Regions from separate parts of the Mus musculus genome. Here region 2 is linked to region 1. Evidence: chromatin contacts called from public capture Hi-C data. All regions are on one chromosome and are shown on one strand. The core of a region is the stretch at or near the end of the contact, and the rest is flanking DNA. Distances in the headings are between cores, read along the strand shown.

Region 1 (3,664 bases), core at 506-3,005:
TTAACTCAAACAAGTCAATGGCCTTTCTCTACACAAAGAATAAACAGGCTGAGAAAGAAATTAGGGAAAACAACACCCTTCTCAATACTCACAAATAATATAAAATATCTTGGCGTGACTCTAACTAAGGAAGTGAAAGATCTGTATGATAAAAACTTCAAGTCTCTGAAGAAAGAATTTAAAGAAGATCTCAGAAGATGGAAAGATCTCCCATGCTTATGGATTGGCAGGATCAACATTGTAAAAATGACTATCTTGCCAAAAGCAATCTACAGATTCAATGCAATCCCCATCAAAATTTCAACTTAATTCTTCAACGAATTAGAAAGAGCAATCTGCAAATTCATCTGGAATAACAAAAACCTAGGATAGCAAAAACTCTTCTCAAGGATAAAAGAACCTCTGGTGGAATCACCATGCCTGACCTCAAGCTTTACTACAGAGCAATTGTGATAAAAACTGCATGGTACTGGTATACTGACAGACAAGTAGACCAATGGAATAGAATTGAAGACCCAGAAATGAACCCACACACCTATGGTCACTTGATCTTCGACAAGGGAGCCAAAACCATCCAGTGGAAGAAAGACAGCATTTTCAACAAATGGTGCTGGCACAACTGGTTGTTATCATGTAGAAGAATGTGAATCGATCCATTCCTATCTCCTTGTACTAAGGTCAAATCTAAGTGGATCAAGGAACTTCACATAAAACCAGAGACACTGAAACTTATAGAGGAGAAAGTGGGGAAAAGCCTTGAAGATATGGGCACAGGGGAAAAATTCCTGAATAGAACAGCAATGGCTTGTGCTGTAAGATCGAGAATTGACAAATGGGACCTCATGAAACTGCAAAGCTTCTGCAAGGCAAAAGACACCGTCAATAAGACAAAAAGACCACCAACAGATTGGGAAAGGATCTTTACCTATCCTAAATCAGATAGGGGACTAATATCCAATATATATAACGAGATTTAACTTGAGATGGAGTAAGAGGGATATTACAAAGAGAAAGGGATGCTGGGGAAAAAATAATACTAAAGATGTTTGAAAAAGCCACAGGTCAATGTGTGTGTGTGTGTGTGTGTGTGTGTGTGTGTGTAGACAGAGAAAGGTAGAGAGATTCTTGTTCTCCTTTTCCACATGTCCTTCTATATTCAGAAATACTTTCTCTTAGTTATTTCTGTTCATATTATCATTCTGATCATAAATTTAAATAAATTGCATCAATCTTTTCCCACCTCTTCCTCTTCAGGGTGTCCTAATAGAGTGTGCCAACACATATGACTACACCAATTTTCTCTATCTAGACATCAAATGTGTTCACTATATGAAGAAGTTAGTGTTTGCTGATTCTATTTTTGCTTTGCATTAATCTTGTATCTTGGGTGCCTAACGACATAGTTCCTTACCAATACCCAATAACTGAAATTATTCAAGGCCATACAATTAAACCTGCTGCTGTGAGACCATTTTGTGTATTGTATCAAATGTACCAGTACATTCACACAGTATATGTATTTTTCTATTGTTTTCTCCAAACTAGACTTCTAGACACTGACATGAATCTCATAAATATCTAAGTTCAGTCCTGATACATTCTAGTATTCAGTAAAGTCATTGGATAACATTTTCAATACAGTTTCTGACTCCATTTATTGAAATAAGATGAACTTCAAGTTTATCCTGTAGAGCATAGCACCTAATGGATGACACACTCTCTTTATAGGAAGTGGGACACAGTGCACAGCTGTGTTTTCTCTCACAGTAGCGCTGCTACTGGGGAATAAAGAGTAAGTAAAACTTAGAAGTCGGTAGTACTGACTCGTCATAGCAAACATCAATACATCAATGTGGGAAATCGTTCAAACTTTAAAGTGCCTAGTTTTAAGTCTCAAATTTGGAGCAGCGGTCGCCATCTTGGTCCGGGACCCGCCGAACTTAGGAAATTAGTCTGAACAGGTGAGAGGGTGCGCCAGAGAACCTGACAGCCTCTGGAACAGGCAGAAGCACAGAGGGGCTGAGGCAGCACCCTGTGTGGGCCGGGGACAGCCGGCCACCTTCCGGACCGGAGGACAGGTGCCCGCCCGGCTGGGGAGGCGACCTAAGCCACAGCAGCAGCGGTCGCCATCTTGGTCCGGGACCCGCCGAACTTAGGAAATTAGTCTGAACAGGTGAGAGGGTGCGCCAGAGAACCTGACAGCTTCTGGAACAGGCGGAAGCACAGAGGCGCTGAGGCAGCACCCTTTGTGGGCCGGGGACAGCCAGCCACCGTCCGGACCGGAGGACAGGTGCCCGCCCGGCTGGGGAGGCGGCCTAAGCCACAGCAGCAGCGGTCGCCATCTTGGTCCGAGACCCGCCGAATTTAGGAAATTAGTCTGAACAGGTGAGAGGGTGCGCCAGAGAACCTGACAGCTTCTGGAACAGGCAGAAGCACAGAGGCGCTGAGGCAGCACCCTGTGTGGGCCGGGGACAGCCGGCCACCTTCCGGACCGGAGGACAGGTGCCCACCCGGCTGGGGAGGCGGCCTAAGCCACAGCAGCAGCGGTCGCCATCTTGGTCCCGGGACTCCAAGGAACTTAGGAATTTAGTCTGCTTAGGTGAGAGTCTGTACCACCTGGGAACTGCCAAAGCAACACACTGTCTGAGAAAGGTCCTGTTTTGGGCCTTCTTCTTCGGCCAGGAGGAGGTCCAAATACAAGATATCTGCGCACCTTCCCTGTAAGAGAGCTTGCCAGCAGAGAGTGCTCTGAGCACTGAAACTCAGAGGAGAGAATCTGTCTCCCAGGTCTGCTGATAGACGGTAACAGAATCACCAGAAGAACAATCTCTAAACAGAGTCAACTATAACTACTAACTCCAGAGATTACCAGATGGCGAAAGGTAAACGGAGGAATCTTACTAACAGGAACCAAGACCACTCACCATCACCAGAACCCAGCACACCCACTTCGCCCAGTCCAGGGAACCCCAACACACCTGAGAACCTAGACCTAGATTTAAAAGCATATCTCATGATGATGGTAGAGGACATCAAGAAGGACTTTAATAAATCACTTAAAGAAATACAGGAGAACACTGCTAAAGAGTTACAAGTCCTTAAAGAAAAACAGGAAAACACAATCAAACAGGTAGAAGACCTTACAGAAAAAGAGGAAAAAACATACAAACAGGTGATGGAAATGAACAAAACCATACTAGACCTAAAAAGGGAAGTAGACACAATAAAGAAAACTCAAAGCGAGGCAACACTAGAGATAGAAACCCTAGGAAAGAAATCTGGAACCATAGATTTGAGCATCAGCAACAGAATACAAGAGATGGAAGAGAGAATCTCAGGTGCAGAAGATTCCATAGAGAACATCGGCACAACAATCAAAGAAAATGGAAAATGCAAAAAGATCCTAACTCAAAATATCCAGGAAATCCAGGACACAATGAGAAGACCAAACGTACGGATAATAGGAGTGGATGAGAATGAAGATTTTCAACTCAAAGGTCCAGCAAACATCTTCAACAAAATTATTGAAGAAAACTTCCCAAATCTAAAGAATGAGATGCATATGAACATACAAGAAGCCTACAGAACTCCAAATAGACTGGACCAGAAAAGAAATTTCTCCCGACACATAATAATCAGAACATCAAATGCACTAAATAAAGAT
Region 2 (3,664 bases), core at 327-2,826, 140 kb before region 1:
TTGATATTTATGTGGGTCCCCTAACAATTGGAGTGGGGGATATCTCTGACTCTGTTGCCTGCCATTGAACCCCCTTCCCCAGCTGGACTGACTGGTCAGAACTCAGTGGGAAAGGATATGCTTAGTCCCGCTCCAACTTGATGTTGGGAGGGGACTACCCAAGAGAGGCTACTCCTTTACTGAGGAGAAGGGGAAGGGGTAATGAGGAAAGAGATTTGTGAGGGTGCAACTGGGAGGAGAGGAGGGAAGGGTGATTCTACTGGATTGTAAAGTGAATGAATAGATAGATAGATAGATAGATAGATAGATAGATAGATAGATAGATAGATAGATAGATAGGAAGGAAGGAAGGAAGGAAGGAAGGAAGGATACTGGCTGGTTTTGTGTGTCAACTTGACACAGGCTGGAGTTATCACAGAGAAAGGAGCTTCAGTTGGGGAAATGCCTCCATGAGATCCAGCTGTGGAGCATTTTCTCAATAGTGATCAAGGGTGGGAGGGCCCCTTGTACCATCTCTGGGCTGATAGTCTTGGGTTCTATAAGAAAGCAAGCCAGGAGAAGCAGACCAGTAAGGAACATCCTTCCATGGCCTCTTCCTGCTTCCTGACCTGCTTGAGTTCCAGTCCTGACTTCCTTTGGTGATGAAAAACAATGTGGAAATGTAAGCAGAATAAACCCTTTCCTCCCCAACCTGCTTCTTGGTTATGATGTTTGTGCAGGAATAGAAGTCCTGACTAAGACAGAGAGATACATGGAAAAGAGAGACCTAAATATGACATCTACAGCACATTCCCTCCCCATAGACTTAGAGACCATTGTGGAATAGACATAGGAATAATATAAGAACCAGGTGTGGTAGATGACTACAAGGAAATGTTATTTTCTGGGCACAACAGTGTAAAAGTAGCATTTACTTTCCTGATATAATTGTTTCTGAGACCTACTGTCTCTGTCTGGTAATGCTGGCCTAGTACTGGAAGCTTCTACCCTCAATACAATCTGATCTAGGCCTATAATGTTTTCTGACTCTAACACTAACTACTGAATAAGCTCACCCTTTCTAGCTCTTTCTGAACTCTGTTCACTGGTTCAACTCAGCTGGTTAGGCTCAAACTCATATCCAAGCTGACTGATTCAAATTGGCTTCTCTCACTTCTGACTTAATTGCTTCACCTGGCCTCAAACTAACTCTACCAATCTGTTCAAATCTTATGGCCTCATCTCATTCTCTGGCTCATTCTATCTTCACCTGTCTCTGTAAAACTCTCCCAATAAAACTGCATCCTTTCTCTCTCTCCCTGTTCTCTTAAGTTGCCTCTCCTTCCTGTCTATTCTTGTGGGAGTTGAACATATTCTATTCTGTCACATCTCTCTTATTAATCACTTTCTCTGTCTCTCAATTAGATATCACTTTCTGTTGTATACCTGCCCTCTGCCTACTTGAACCGGGTACTCCTGGGAGGCAGGCTGGGGCTGAAAAAGACTTAGAGAGATAATGGAGCCAAGACAAAGGCCCTGATCAAGGCCCAAGATTTCAGAAACTGTTCTTATAAAGGGGTAAGGCACATCCCCTCCACACACCCACCACCCCTGTCAGTCAATTCTTGGTGTCTGGAGACAGCCTGTGAGTGACATGCAGGATAGGATGTGCCTCCAGAATATCTCAGGGGCCTCTCAGCAGGTAGCAGTGTCTTGGAGGAGAGCAGTGGCAGGTGACAGAACAATAGAGCCATCTAGGTCGGAAGGCTCCACCCTAGGTAATCTCCTTCTTAGTGGCAGCAAGGTCAAAGTCTGGATCAGCCTGCTTCAGGCTGGGGGAGCCTACAACTTTCAAACATGGCTGCTTCCTTCTATAAACTAACTGTGCCTTCGCTGTTTGGAATTCAATGTGTATACTAAGGACAGAGCCATAACACAACTAGAATCAGATTTCTTTTTTTCAGAAAAATAACACAATCTTAGAGTTCACATTGTGATCAAATATCTTGCAACACAACAGGATAATTAGTTATACACATGAATGTGGAGGCTTTGTCTTTTACTGTCTATTGTAATGCTACGTGCTGCCCCCCTAAGACCTGGAGTCTGTAAGAAGCCTCTGGGACCCTGCTCCCAAGTTAATTTTGATTGGTGAAAAAAAAGATGCCAACCACTAAGAAGAGACATAGGTGGAGTTGAGGTTTCATGGTCTTGGGGAGAGAGGACAATAAGGAGGGAAGGAGGCCACCATGGAATAAAGGAAGAATGGGCAGGAGGGAGAAGGAGAGCCACCATTTGACAAGGGCTGCCTGATTGGAGTTAAGCACAGCCCAGATGGAACATGGTATATAGCAAGTGATAACTTGGGGTTATTGATAGGAAGGTCAATTCTAACAGCATGGAGGGTAGACAGCTGCCCAGGTATTATGCTGCCTAAGGCATATTTAAAATATAAAGGTTGTGTGTGTGTGTCTTCCATCCAGGAGCATAAATGGTTTAAGACAAGGAAGACTACCTACGCTGGAAATTTTTAAGATTTTTACTACACATGAAATCAAAACTGCTGTAGTGGTATGCACAAGACCTGAACAAGTTAAACTGGACAAAATCTCAACATGAAGAATTGTTAGAAGCACAGTTTAGGCAAGCACTGGGAAAACAGAATTCTTAAGAATGCAGGCCTGCTTTCTTCAACAAAGGGAAGAATGACACTTGATCACCCACAATGCAGGAGTGGTCAAATAACCTGATGATCTTTTGCTATTCGATTAGGAGCCAGCCTCCACCTCAGTTTCCCCCAATGCTGAGAATTGCTTAGGCTTTAATCCTGGGTTTTGTCTCTCAGTGAATAGAACTCATCCTTATAAAGAGACCTTATATACTTTGCATCTTCCATCAGTATATGTTATGCATATGCTTAATGCAAACCCTTCCTCTTTAGGCCCTAGCCCTAAGTGTTGTTTCCCAGTCAACAGAACTCAGGATATCCATCTCAGGTACTTTGCTGTAGTGGTTTATGTTGCAAGGGAATTTCAACGTAGCCATCCCTAAAGCTTTGTTACAAAAACTGTCACATGGAGACTTCGTTCCCAATGTTTTACTGTCTTTAAATGTGTAAGAAAATCGACTGTGGGATCAGAGTCTCTGTAAGTTTTGATCCAGACTGACTAACCAAGTCTGGCTGTGCAGATTTGGTTTTGATTCTCATCTCTTTGCCTTTCACTTCCCTACTGGCAGTGATTCCTGTAAGAACCTACCCACTCCCAACAAAAAGAAAATGTGGTACAAAGTCCAACACTTAACTAAGAATTAATAGCTGGCAGGAAAGGGAGAGTTGCTGTCTTATAGCCCCTAGTAGGTTGATCGCACTCCAATAGAAAGTCACACATCCAAGAATATACAGGCAGCACAAATCAGACAAGATCAGATTAAAATTAAATGAACTTTTAAAAAAAAAGAAGACATATTTTTGGGTATGGATTGATGAAGGGGTTGATCTGTGAGGAGATGCAGAGAAGGGAAGCAAATATAATCAAAGTATATAAATTCCCAAAGAACTAATAAAATTATGAGAAAATAAAATTAAATGGGGCTTGTCTGGGTTACTCAAAAGCAAGTGTGACAAGATCTTTATGAAACCAGAGTTCCCATGGGAAATGTTATGCAAAAGCCAATTTCACTGTCA

Evidence for each region. Capture Hi-C pulls out chosen DNA fragments and counts their contacts.
Region 2: a contact with region 1 is called in a capture Hi-C map of embryonic stem cells, with 2.2 times the contacts expected there. The contact joins two enhancer-like sites. A contact is called at or near these places in 1 of 484 Hi-C or Micro-C datasets (nephron progenitors), 2 of 115 datasets of contacts at active chromatin or transcription factors (both in embryonic stem cells) and 1 of 9 other capture datasets (embryonic stem cells).

What each region holds. Positions count from the first base shown.
Region 1 is chr8:27,512,837-27,516,500 of GRCm38.p6, reverse strand. It overlaps a transcript of Poteg not described here. Among named protein-coding and RNA genes, the nearest start is that of Poteg, 67 kb to the right of the region's middle. Within about 2 kb of position 1,755, at least 2 of the 459 cell types and tissues checked have an H3K27ac peak or open chromatin away from gene starts, as enhancers often do. A contact at or near this core is called in embryonic stem cells, where this site is marked.
Region 2 is chr8:27,657,038-27,660,701 of GRCm38.p6, reverse strand. No RefSeq gene overlaps it. Among named protein-coding and RNA genes, the nearest start is that of Gm1698, 76 kb to the right of the region's middle. Within about 2 kb of position 1,576, at least 4 of the 459 cell types and tissues checked have an H3K27ac peak or open chromatin away from gene starts, as enhancers often do. A contact at or near this core is called in embryonic stem cells, where this site is marked.